3 separate regions of the Mus musculus genome follow, and regions 1 and 3 are each linked to region 2. Evidence: chromatin contacts called from public Hi-C and HiChIP or PLAC-seq data. All regions are on one chromosome and are shown on one strand. Each heading gives the region's core, a stretch centred on a gene start, on an enhancer-like site or on the middle of the called end of the contact. The rest is flanking DNA. Distances are from core to core; before and after follow the strand shown.

What was found. Hi-C and Micro-C count contacts between places; a contact is called where the count stands out from the background. HiChIP or PLAC-seq counts read pairs in DNA pulled down with a chosen protein or histone mark.
Region 1: an H3K4me3 HiChIP or PLAC-seq map of bone marrow-derived macrophages shows a contact between it and region 2, with 5 times the contacts expected there. The contact joins the promoter of 6720473M11Rik here to the promoter of Zfp174 in region 2. A contact is called at or near these places in 1 of 39 promoter capture datasets (the C10 cell line) and 1 of 115 datasets of contacts at active chromatin or transcription factors (bone marrow-derived macrophages).
Region 3: a Hi-C map of bone marrow-derived macrophages shows a contact between it and region 2, with 3 times the contacts expected there. The contact joins the enhancer-like site here to the promoter of Zfp174 in region 2. A contact is called at or near these places in 2 of 39 promoter capture datasets (the C10 cell line and neutrophils), 2 of 484 Hi-C or Micro-C datasets (the Ba/F3 cell line and bone marrow-derived macrophages), 3 of 115 datasets of contacts at active chromatin or transcription factors (bone marrow-derived macrophages, effector CD8 T cells and pancreatic cancer cells) and 2 of 9 other capture datasets (adipose tissue and pancreatic islet).

Annotation. Positions count from the first base shown.
Region 1 is chr16:3,631,576-3,635,255 of GRCm38.p6, forward strand. It overlaps 6720473M11Rik (RIKEN cDNA 6720473M11 gene), which reads right to left and starts at 1,613. Exons shown (of 2, transcript NR_165178.1): 1 at 1,265-1,613.
Region 2 is chr16:3,845,394-3,849,295 of GRCm38.p6, forward strand. It overlaps Zfp174 (zinc finger protein 174), which reads left to right and starts at 1,830. Exons shown (of 3, transcript NM_001081217.1): 1 at 1,830-2,881. The coding sequence starts at 2,480.
Region 3 is chr16:3,698,154-3,701,717 of GRCm38.p6, forward strand. No RefSeq gene overlaps it. Among named protein-coding and RNA genes, the nearest start is that of Mefv, 18 kb to the right of the region's middle. Within about 2 kb of position 1,293, at least 68 of the 459 cell types and tissues checked have an H3K27ac peak or open chromatin away from gene starts, as enhancers often do. A contact at or near this core is called in the Ba/F3 cell line, adipose tissue, bone marrow-derived macrophages and 1 more, where this site is marked.

The sequences.
Region 1 (3,680 bases), core at 363-2,862, 210 kb before region 2:
GTGGCATTGACCTTGGCCTGCGCCTGAGAAGCATCATGCCACAAGGCTTTCCACTCCATATATTGTCCCATGTTAGGGAGTGCAGCCTTCACTGTTGTCTTCCAGTCTCCTGGAGTCATGGCTAAAGTTGTAAATCTTTCAATTTGGGAGATAGTGAAATTGGCACTAACTCCATAATTGCGAACCTACTCAGCAAGTTCTTTTATCTGAATATACTCCACAGGGGCGTGTACTCGCCCTACATCTGCAGCTTCAAAGACAGGAAATGCCTGATATAATTTTTTCTTTTCCTCCTTTGAAAGAAAAGAATCAGAATAAAATTTCTCCACATAAGGTGGAGGAGTATTGAGACTAGAAGGCCTAGAGGTGGCCTGCTCTGTGTCTCCAGTAACTTTAATTTTTGTCTCTGATTTTTTCACTTGCCTTTCATCTGGATGGTATCTTTCTTTTTTATAGTGAGCTGCCTCATATTCTAACTCCTCTTCCTCAGAGGAACTAAGCTCATCTGATTTTAAACTATCAAGCCTCAAAGCCTCTAGTTCCTTTACCGGATAAAGGCTTTTCTTTTCCTGAACTTTCTCCTTATCTCTTTTCTCTCCCTGGGAATTTATTCCCAAATTTTTCACTTCCTCAGACTCAAGGTCTTTGGAAGGGCTTTGCTTCTTGTGCACATTTTTCCTTTTTTGAGCTCTTAACCTATCACACTGCTCCGTTTCTGGCATACTGTCTTGTAGTTCTTCCAATACCCCTTGTCCTGTTATTATTGCTGGACGGCATCTCTCATCCTCCAGGCACGATCTTACCAGTTTCCATAACGGCATGGTCCCTGCCTTTAATTTCCCATTCTGTTGTTCCTTAGCTAAGTCTTCCCTTAATTTCTCCCAAGAGGAAAGAGTTAACGACCCTGAACACTCGTACCAAGGTGATATACGTTCAATTTCCCTGATGAATGTTTCTAAGGTTCTTGTAGAGATTTTTATCTCACGCTGCTTTAACACAGACCGGAGCGCTGTAATCACAGAATGTGAAGTTCCCATACTGCTCCTTTATCTACAGGAGAGGCTTAAATATGGGACAAGCACTGCGGCTTATATACGTCCATCTGACCGTGCTTAACAACAGTCAAAATTTTTCAGCACCATTTCTGGTGAGCGCAGGATAAAACCAGAAGAAATAGGGTTAACACAGCCAGCACGAGAACAAAAGGCTTTCAGTGCCACCTTCAAGTTAAGAGGAGGGATTAAGAAGGATTAAAGTCACGTACCAGTATCCTCTCGGAGCTGAATCCACCAAGGTTCTGAATCTGCTCCGGTTGGTCGGAGGGTCTTCTCTCTGGGCGCATTGGTAAGGCGTATTCCCGGGTTCCAAGCACCAACTATCCTGAGCTTTGTCCCTGCCCGCAGTAACACACACAGGACACACAGATCCTTCCGTGGTTACTTTATTTCACAACATAATGAGGTAGACAAAGAAGGCTCAGAAACGTGTGTGGCTTATATACCCTAAGGTGTGACGTGTTTAACTAGGACTGGTAGCTTAACTCGGGATTCTCATGCACCCTGGGGACAGGCTATAGCCCTCAGGGGTTCGGCTAGTGCCCTGGGAGATGGACTGGTGACTTTTTGGCGGGCTTTTGCTCTTTGGACCTGCGCACAAGAGCCCGATCTAGACAAAGAGATCGGTTTGGCACGATGGAGGTTTAGCACCATCTAGTGACCGCACATATATTGCGGCTTTCCACATTCTTCTTTAATTTTGTTGAAGATATTTACTGGCCCATTAAGTTGGAAATCTTCCTTCTCGTCTATACCAATTATCCTTAGGTTTGGTCTTCTCATTGTGTCCTGGATTTCCTGGTTGTTTTGGGGTAGGATCTTTTTGCATTTCACATTTTCTTTGATTGTTGTGTCAATGTTTTCTATGGTATCTTCTGCACCTGAGATTCTCTCTTCTATCTCTTGTATTCTGTTGGTTATGCTTGCATCAATGGCTCCTGACTTCTTTCCTAGGTTTTCTATTTCCAGAGTGACTTCCCTTTGTGATTTCTTTATTGTTTCTACTTCTATTTTTAGATCTTTCATGGTTTTGTTCAATTCTTTCACCTTATTGGATGTTTTCTCCTGTATTTCTTTAAGGGAGTTATTTATTTCCTTCCTAGAGTACTCCATCATCATCATGAGAAGTGACTTTAGATCCATATCTTGCTTTTCTGGTGTAATGGTGTATCCAGGATTTGCTATGGTGGGAGAGGTTGGTTCTGATGATGCCAAGTAACCTTAGTTTCTGTTGCTTCTGTTCTTATAATTGCCTCCTGCGATCTGATTATCTCAAGTGCTCACTGCCCTCAGTATATCTGATTGGAGCCTGTCCTTCCTGTAATCCCAGTTGACTCAGAACTCCTCAGAGTCCAGCTTTCTCAGGTTCCCGGTATCCTGTGAACCTGAGATTCTGGGAGTGTCAGAGTTCTTGGTAGTCAAGCTTTCTCTGAGACCCCGAGATCCTGGTGTGACCAAGCTCCTGGGATGCTGGGATCCTGGACTCCTAAGATCCTGTACATGTTACAGCACCTGGAAGTGTTACCTTCTCTGGGGACTGAGGGCTGTCCATTGTGTTCAAAACCAAGGTAGACCAGCACTGACAAGAAGGAACCAAGCCTCTGGATGGGTAGGTTTCCTGTGTCCCTGATCCTGCTGGCACAGGCCCCTCCCGGTTGCATTCAAACAGATGTTGTGTTCCACTTACCAGTGATCCTAAGATCCTGGGCATGCTAGGACGCCTGCTTAGTGGTGAGTCCTCTGGGGAACATGGGACCATCCACAGGGTTCATGCGTAAGGTGTCCAGGGGCTGGCACTGACTGGAAGGAACTGAATAAAACTTTTTAAAAGGGACTGGTCTCTTTCACATAGATTTTTTTAATTTGTGAGAAGATTTCTTCATAGTATTTCTTTATTATTCTTTAATTTTTTGAGATTTTTTTTATTTAAGTGTATGAATGCTTTGCTTGTATGTTTGGCCATGTACTATCTGTGTGCAGTTCCTGTGATGACTAGATAACTGCACTGCATCCTCTGGAATTGGAGTTATAAACTTTAGGTGCTACATGAGTGTTGGGAATCAAACCAGGTCCTCTGGAATAACAGCCAGCCTTTTAACCACTAAACCAGCTCTTGATATCATTCTTTTAATGCCAATGGGATTAGTAGTAATGCTTACTCAGGGATTTCTGATACATGTGTTTCAGGTTCATGTGTTACAAGTTTGGTTGGTATTTAGGATATGGTGGGATGTCTGGGGGTAAGGGTGAGCCCGAAGATTTTAGGTTATAAGGAGATCTTTAACGAGATTTTGGACTCTCAACCTCTTTCCTGTGCTCTACTTTGCTTTCAGGATACCATGAGGTGAACAGACCCATGTCCATCATGTGTCCTTCTTGATATGTGGAGCTTAATAGCAAGGGCATGCAAAAGTGAACTGAGATGTCAGACACCAAGTCTCTTTGAATTTTCTCAGGTATTTTCTTACAGAAATGGGTAGCCAAATACCTTAGTTCCAGATCTCTTTGTTCAGACATGCACTAGAGGACACAGAGTTCCTGCTCACCTCTCTTGGTTTATCTGGAAAATTTTAGTGAGCTAATTTTATTTACATGTTTTCCAATGTCTAACATTTTTCAAGACAT
Region 2 (3,902 bases), core at 580-3,079:
AAAACTTTTGTTTTTCTCAAGACAGAGTCTTACTATGTAGCTGTGATTGTTCTAGGACTATGTAGACTAGGCTGGCCTTGAACTCACAGATATCAGCCTGCCTCTGCCTCCTGAGTGCTGGGATTAAAGACATGCGCCACTATGCCCGGTTGCTTTTTGAACTTTTTAAAGATTTATTTATTATTTTTAATTATATGTAGGTGTATGAGCCTATATCTGGGCATGTACGTGTGAGGTGGCAGTGGAGGTCAGAGGCGTTAGATCCCCTGAATTTGGAGTTATATATGATTGTGAGCTGCCTGACACAGTGCTTAGAATACAACCCAAACCCTCTAGAAGGCCTCTAGAGGCCTGCCTCATGGGGTTTGTTTGTTTGTTTGTGTGTTTTTCTTTTTTCCATCTTCCTATTTTAAGGCAGGATCTCTCATTGGCCTAGAAATTAGCTCCTAGGCTAGTGTAGGAGGGCAGGGAGTTCCAATGATCCACCTGCTCTCCCTCCACCTCCCCAGTATGGGAATTACAAGAGCTCATCATCACATCCAGATTTTTCACATGCTTGTTTGGCAAGCACTATATCAACTGAGCTATCTCCCAGCCTTAAGGGAAAAAAATTGAAAGTTTTCTAGAGCATGCTTGCACATGCCTTTCATCCACACTGAGGAAGCAGAGGTTGAAGGATTATACACTGGGCTACATTGTGAGAAGTCTCAGAACAACAAAAAGATTATATATAACGAATAAAAATAAAAGGAGCTGGAGAGGCAGTTCACTGTATATAGCACTGGCTGCTCTTCCAGAGGGTCTGGGTTTGATTCCCAGCACCCACACCAGAGCTCACAACTCTCCAGTTTCAGGGGATTCCAACATTCTCTTCTGGCTTTCATGGGCAGCAGGCACATGTGATACACAGACAGACAGGCAGGCAAAACACCATACACCTTTAAATAAATAAATTTTAAAATAAACGAGAGCTGTGAAAGAAAGGCAAAAATCATAGGAGAAACTATTTTTGGAAATGTTAAGCTGTTAGTATGTGGGGAGAGGGTCCAAAGTCTTCAAGCATACGAAGATGTGTACGGAAAAAGTTAAGGTTGGTCTTCAAGTAAGAGAAGTTGTAGTTGCCTTACACTTTCTCTCATATCCCGTACTTCGTGAAACTCAAGAAAGTCTAATAGATGCTCTCCTGGTTTAATGACCCCCACACTGACCTCGTAAGTTCCATTCATCACATAATTATTGCTTCATTGATTGTGAAGACAGAGACTGATCTCTCACCATTGCACATCGTAGATGGTACCAGGTTGTCAGGCTTTACCTCAGACTCTGAAGATAGCCCATGCAGTGGGCAAACTACTTTGTTTCCTACGTGTTTGCATTCGTTGAGTCATTTGCGAAGGTTAGACCACGCAAGAATAGGAAAAAGCCTAGAGGCGAGGTCGAAGAAAGTTAAGATCCTGCTATGGAGAATGAGTTTCAGCGGGTTCGTCCAACCCCTGGGTCCTGTTTCAAGTACACCACAGACATGTCCTAAGAGGGAGGCCCTCCCGGCCAATATGAGACCTGACCTGAAGCCCCCCATACGGAGGACTCGCTGGACCCCTCGCACTTTCTGCTGCCCCAAATTCCCTCAGCCAACCGAGTGACTGCCAACTATCTGGTATTAGGCAGTACATTGCGAACGCTCCGGGACTAGCCACTGAACTACGACTCCCAAGAGGCACTGCGACTGATTGATAAATCAAACAGCCAATAAAAGATTAGCAGTGTCCTGGAGACCCAGTCCTGTAGAGGAGAGGCGGGCCTTCCCGTGGGTAGCTCTTGGAGCCAGTGGGCGTCTCCGTGGCGGGGCTCCGGCTCCTCCCCTAGACTGTGCTCTAGGGTTCCCGGTGTCCAGTCTCTGGCAAGGTGGGTCACCTGCAGGCGGGCACTGGCTTCTGAGCTGCCTCAGAACGTGGTGTCGCAGGTGGCTACTGGAACTGACACCCAACACTGCTGTGGAGCTGCGTGTCCGAGCTGACTGGGCCGCGGAGCCGCACTCCCTATCCTTAACCACGCATTGGTCGCGCTGTGGCCTTGGCTCTGCTTCGCTCAGAGGTGCTGGATCAGGTCGGTGTCTGCCAGATGCCGGAGAGTTGGTGCGAGCTACCCACAAGATGATAGCTTAAACTTTCCCTGGGGATTCCTCTACCGGCCCTAACGCGTTGTGAATTTCGCCAGATACAAAAATAAAATATTCTCTCCAGTGCCCTTCTGGGGTATTATGACTTTTCTCCTTAAAAACTGACGAAAAGACCGGGAACTATTTTGTTTTCAGAGTCTGGGATAAAGACTAGCAAATGAGAAAGCTATGTCTTTGCAGTCCTTCCAGGGAGGCTTCGTTCCTAACATTTTTCTAGCCTTCAGATTTCTCCAGAGCAAGGACCCAGAAGACATAATCAGTTTACCATTAGAGTGACACATTGTTCCCAGAGCCCCCAAAATGGCAGCTAGAATGGAGATAACTTTGAGCACCCACACTGAGGATTCTGACAAGCAAGAGAGACACATAATAATGAAGCTGGAAGAAAACCGTGGCCCCCCTCAGCAAAAAGCCTATCCTGACCCTGAGCTTTCCCGCCAGGGCTTCAGACACTTTTGCTATCAAGAAGTGTCTGGGCCCCAGGAAGCGCTCTCCTGCCTTCAACAGCTCTGCAGACAGTGGCTGCAGCCTGAACTACACACTAAAGAGCAGATTTTGGAGCTCCTGGTGATGGAGCAGTTTCTGGTCATCCTACCTCCAGAGATCCAGGCACAGGTCTGGCATCGGTATCCAAAGAGCAGCAGGGAGATTGTGACTCTGGTGGAAGATTTGCACAGAACATCCAAAAAACCAAAGCAGTGGGTAAGGAGGGTCCTATTTCTGTGGGTCCTAGGTAATGTTTTTGTTGTCTTTTGAGGTAGTGTTTTGTCTCATGATCCCTAGTTAGAGATTCCAGGCTTCAAAAGTTGCTTCCAGCCTGGAGGAATCCCCTTATCCCCCAAAGCCATAACCAGGGTTTCAGAAAACCGAGCCACTGGCACCCAGTGAGGAAGCAGAGAACTAAGCTATTCCTTCAGAGACTCCAACCTTGTAAGAGTAGGTTTTGTTTGTTTGTTTTTTAAGATTTTTATTTATTATATCTAAGTACACTGTAGCTGTCTTCAGATACACCAGCAGAGGGCGTCAGATCTCATTACGGATGTTTGTGAGCTGGGATTTGAACTCAGGACCTTTGGAAGAGCAGTCAGTGCTCTTAACCTCTGAGCCATCTCTCCAGCCCCCATAAGAGTAGTTTTAAGGAATCTCTACTGTCAGGTCTTCCCTGACCCACATCTTGAAGCTTTGCTACAATCAGAATTCTTAGCCAACAGGTCTAGCCTGTTCCATAGGAAACTAATTTTGGTGAAGCTCTGTGGACTTTGTTCCAGTGAAGTGTCTACCATATTGCCTTTGAATGGGAAAGTCTCAACTCAGTTCTCAGGTGTCTTGCCCCACCCCCTTCCCCAAGTGAAAGCCCAGCTGGAGCCACAAAAGGAAGCAAGTGACAGGTGGGGCAGCTTTGCTGGATCTGAGTGTCCTGGTCCTCTTTGGCAGGAAAACTTACCAAGTTGGAATGGCTTTCAGTGGCCCCTTACCATTCTCACGGGGCCTGTCTCTAGCAGAAGTAGAGAGGGGAGCATTGTTCATGATGATTCAGTAGTTTTGCAGCTCTCTTTTGATGATCTTGGCCCAAGCTGTGGGCACTACCTGGGAAGGCTGGCTGATTGTGAGGCAACCTCATTCTTTTTGCTCTGCCTGCTTTCCCTTTGCCTCCTTTTGGTGGCCTCTAGGTCCTTACCAGTTCTTCCCAGGGTAAGGGGGTCACTCTATAGCAGTGAGTGGC
Region 3 (3,564 bases), core at 43-2,542, 150 kb before region 2:
ACCTGGGGTGGACATAGAAAAGGTGCAAATGGTTCAAACTGCTTTACCTTTGTGGCTAAAAGAACCATTTTTGTAGTCATCATGATTTTTAATAACAAAAGTAAAATAAAATAAAATAAAATCACACTCCTTTCTGGAAGCTTCAGGAGCCACCTCTTTCACTGAAGGAAATTCACCAGATAGCCTGAACTCAGACAGAGAAACTAGAAATTACCTTCAAGACTAGGTAGGGCATGAGTACACTGCCAATACTCAAGTTAGGTGCTGTGTACATTTGAGGTCTGAACCAGAAAGATATGATAGCTTGCTAAGGCAGGATGCCGAAATTGAAAGGGAAGATCTCTGATTAGGAGACTCTGAACGGAATGCCCTGAGCCAAACAGGAGAAGAATGACAGCTGGCAGACTGTTAAGAACCATCTTCCTTGAAAATGTGAAGTGCAATATCCACGTGATGATGGTGGCGGTACAAGACTTTAATCCCAGCACTCAGGAGGCATAGGCAGGTGGATATCTGTGAGTTCAAGGCCAGCCTGGTCTACAGCATGAGTTCCAGGGCAGCCACGACTACAGAGGAACTCTGTCTCGAAAAGTAAATTTAAAGAATAATTAAGTGCAAATCCAATATAGGAGTTGTAGTTTATTTCATGATTTCACAAAGAGAAATGGGCTAGAAGACAAGAAACCCAGGGTTCCCACTTTGTACCGTCAGGAAAAGTTGACTCCAGGGCAGAGGAAACACTCGAGACCGCTGAAGGTGTCCACACAAAACCCTTTCTTGCCGCTGTTCAGAGGCAGGAGACATCTAAGGCCCACTGGGTCAGAGCCACTAATCAGCCTAAGGTAAACCTTCGAACTCTTGGGGGTATACATAATACCCTAACTGCTCTAGCATCTCAGTAAGGGATGATGGTCACCCTCCCATTAGCCGTCCCAGCCTGGTTGTTTGTCTTCACTACACTATGCCTTTGGCATTCACAGCCTTCAGTGTTAAAACCTGGATTCTGAAAATGATCCTGAAAGCTAGGCGTGGATCTCTTGTCCTGACCTTCTGAGTGCCCTTAAAGATTAAAGACTGTCAGCAATCACTAGGAACTTGCCACCTTCAGTTTCAAGGACATCAAGCCCCGGTTTCTTCAGGGAGGCTCACTGTCTCTGCCTCTGTGAGATCACATCCGTGAGCCATTTTCAGTATGGAAGCCTCAACTCTTAGAGCACGTACTCAGTGCCTGAAAAGACGAGGCTGACTGCTGGTTGATAGATCTCTGAGGGCCCAAGGGAGGCCTGACAGGCAAAAACCACACTTGTGACTCACTAGAGAAACAGGAACAGGAAGCTAGTTCTGGTCCTCCCTAGTGGGCCTGCGTATCACCGTGAGCGGCCAATCTAGTGTCCAGTGCTCACTGGGAAATGTAGTTCCCTCCAAACTGCTACAGGGAGACCACCAGGAGGAGGGGGTGGGAGTGATTGGCCTTGGCTTCCTTGGCAGCACACCTGAGAGTCCAGGACCTCCTGGGCATGCCCGCTGGGTGTGTTCAGTGCGGTGTCCTCTCTGCCTTGAGGCATCAGCAGAACCTGCATGCTGGGCGGCACTTGGGTTCCAGTTTACTAATGCGGTCATATTTTAAAAGAGTTTTCATTTCTCTATTCGTTTTTGGCCTCTCACAGACTAGTGATCCTTTCTGACCTGTAAGTCATGGTGGTCTCCTACCTCAGCCTCCTGAGTGCCGGGAAACCAAGTGTGACCCACCAACTCTATTTCTTTATTTATTCTTTACAGTGAAGTACTGATGAGGGTTAGACAAGTCATGGGCACAGATTCCCTTAATCCTCTGTTGTGGCATTCAAATCCACTGGGAGAAACTAAAGACTCGGGCACTTTCAAATTTAGATTAAATGAATCTAATCTTACTGCCAGCAGGAGGAAGCAGCCTTAGAGCAGGACAGCATACAGAATGGCAAGGGGTTTAAGGTGAGGTTTTAAGGCAGACATCAGAAAGGAGTGTTTCCACGAATCCACAGCTGGGCAGAATTGTTTCATGTCCTCCGTTGTTTCTTACTTTCCTGCTATATTGTAGTAAAAATACCATTTCAACCCTTTCCCATGGCAACAAGCATGTTTTCCAGAAGCAGAGGCAGCTGTTCACACCCCACAGGCCTGTTCTTATCTCACACACAGGTGACTAGGATCTCCTGGCATTCCAGGGCTAGTGGCCCTTATGTGTGGCTATGTGTTACCTCTCTTTAGTCATCACGGGGGACCCACCCATGCAAATTATCACTCAGTCTGAGCACTCCATGACTGGGTTAGTGCAGGTCATGACAGAGAAAACACAGTGCACAGGTTAAGGGTAGCTGTCATATCACCACACTTCCATGAATGAAATGCCAGCCTCCAGTCATAGAAAATATGACAATGTAGACGTAGTAAACTTTTCTCTTTTTAAGTGTGTCAACACCAATAGTAGCCAACTCATTTAACCATGGCTTAAAATATAGAGTATGAAAACTGTGTAGTTTTCATATAGACTTTGAAAACAGGCAACAAAAGTTTTTGGAAGGTATCCACTTACATACAAAAGTTTACTATACAGAACTTAAATGAGTGAACAGTAGAAAACATGTTTTATTGGTTTGGTTTGGTTTGGTTTGGTTTGGTTTTTAAAAGGCCAGGCATAATTCCAGTGCTGATGAGGTAGAAATTTGGGGACTCCCTGGAGCTTGTAGGCCGGCCAGTGGTGGTGACAGTGGGAATGTGTCCCAGCTTGTCATCTAGTAATGACTTATCCTGCTAACTCTGGTCCCTGTGGCAGGTGGTGGAGATGCCTAGTTGCTAACATTCCTCCATTTTGTATATTATAAAAAGGAGGAACTAGAAAGGGATGACTGAGGCTGAGGCGGGAAGGAGAGCATCCTGCTGTTTGGCCCACTTCCTGCTGTCTGGGGGTGTTGTCATCCTCACCATCAGGACACACCAGTGTGTGTGGCTCACACCTCAGACTCTGTGGCTAGTGGGCTGGTGGTCCTGTAACAGTAACTGATTAGTTGTTAGACTAGAGAGTTTTTTAATTTGTCATTGGAAAACTGCAGAGAGGAAATTGATAAGGCAGGGTATGATTGGTAAAAGCAGAAAAATGAGAAGAAATGGGGTCAGTAAAGGCAGATGGGGTTTCGCAAAGGCCCATATTGGAGGCATTGAGCTGTTCTTTACATTTCTGGAAGTCTGTTTGAAATTGTTGAATTTTGTTTTTTACTATACCTGATTGGTTGACATAGAAGCAGCATTCCCCTTGGAGGAAGAGGCAAAGGCCACCTTTCTCAGCTGTAAGAAGATCTAGTTCCCATTGTTTTTGGAGTACCACTACAGCCAGTGTGTCAGTTTGTCCTGAATAATGAACAAGGTTTGAACCACCTACTGGAGGTCCTGGAAAAACTGGGAAGGAAACTTGACGTTACAAGGTTAGAGAGGTGGCCAGTTCTGATGGTGACACCCAGTTATTCCTGCAACAGCCAAGAGGGGCAAGATTTGAACTGTCCTTTTATTATGTCAGGCAGCTATTGAGTC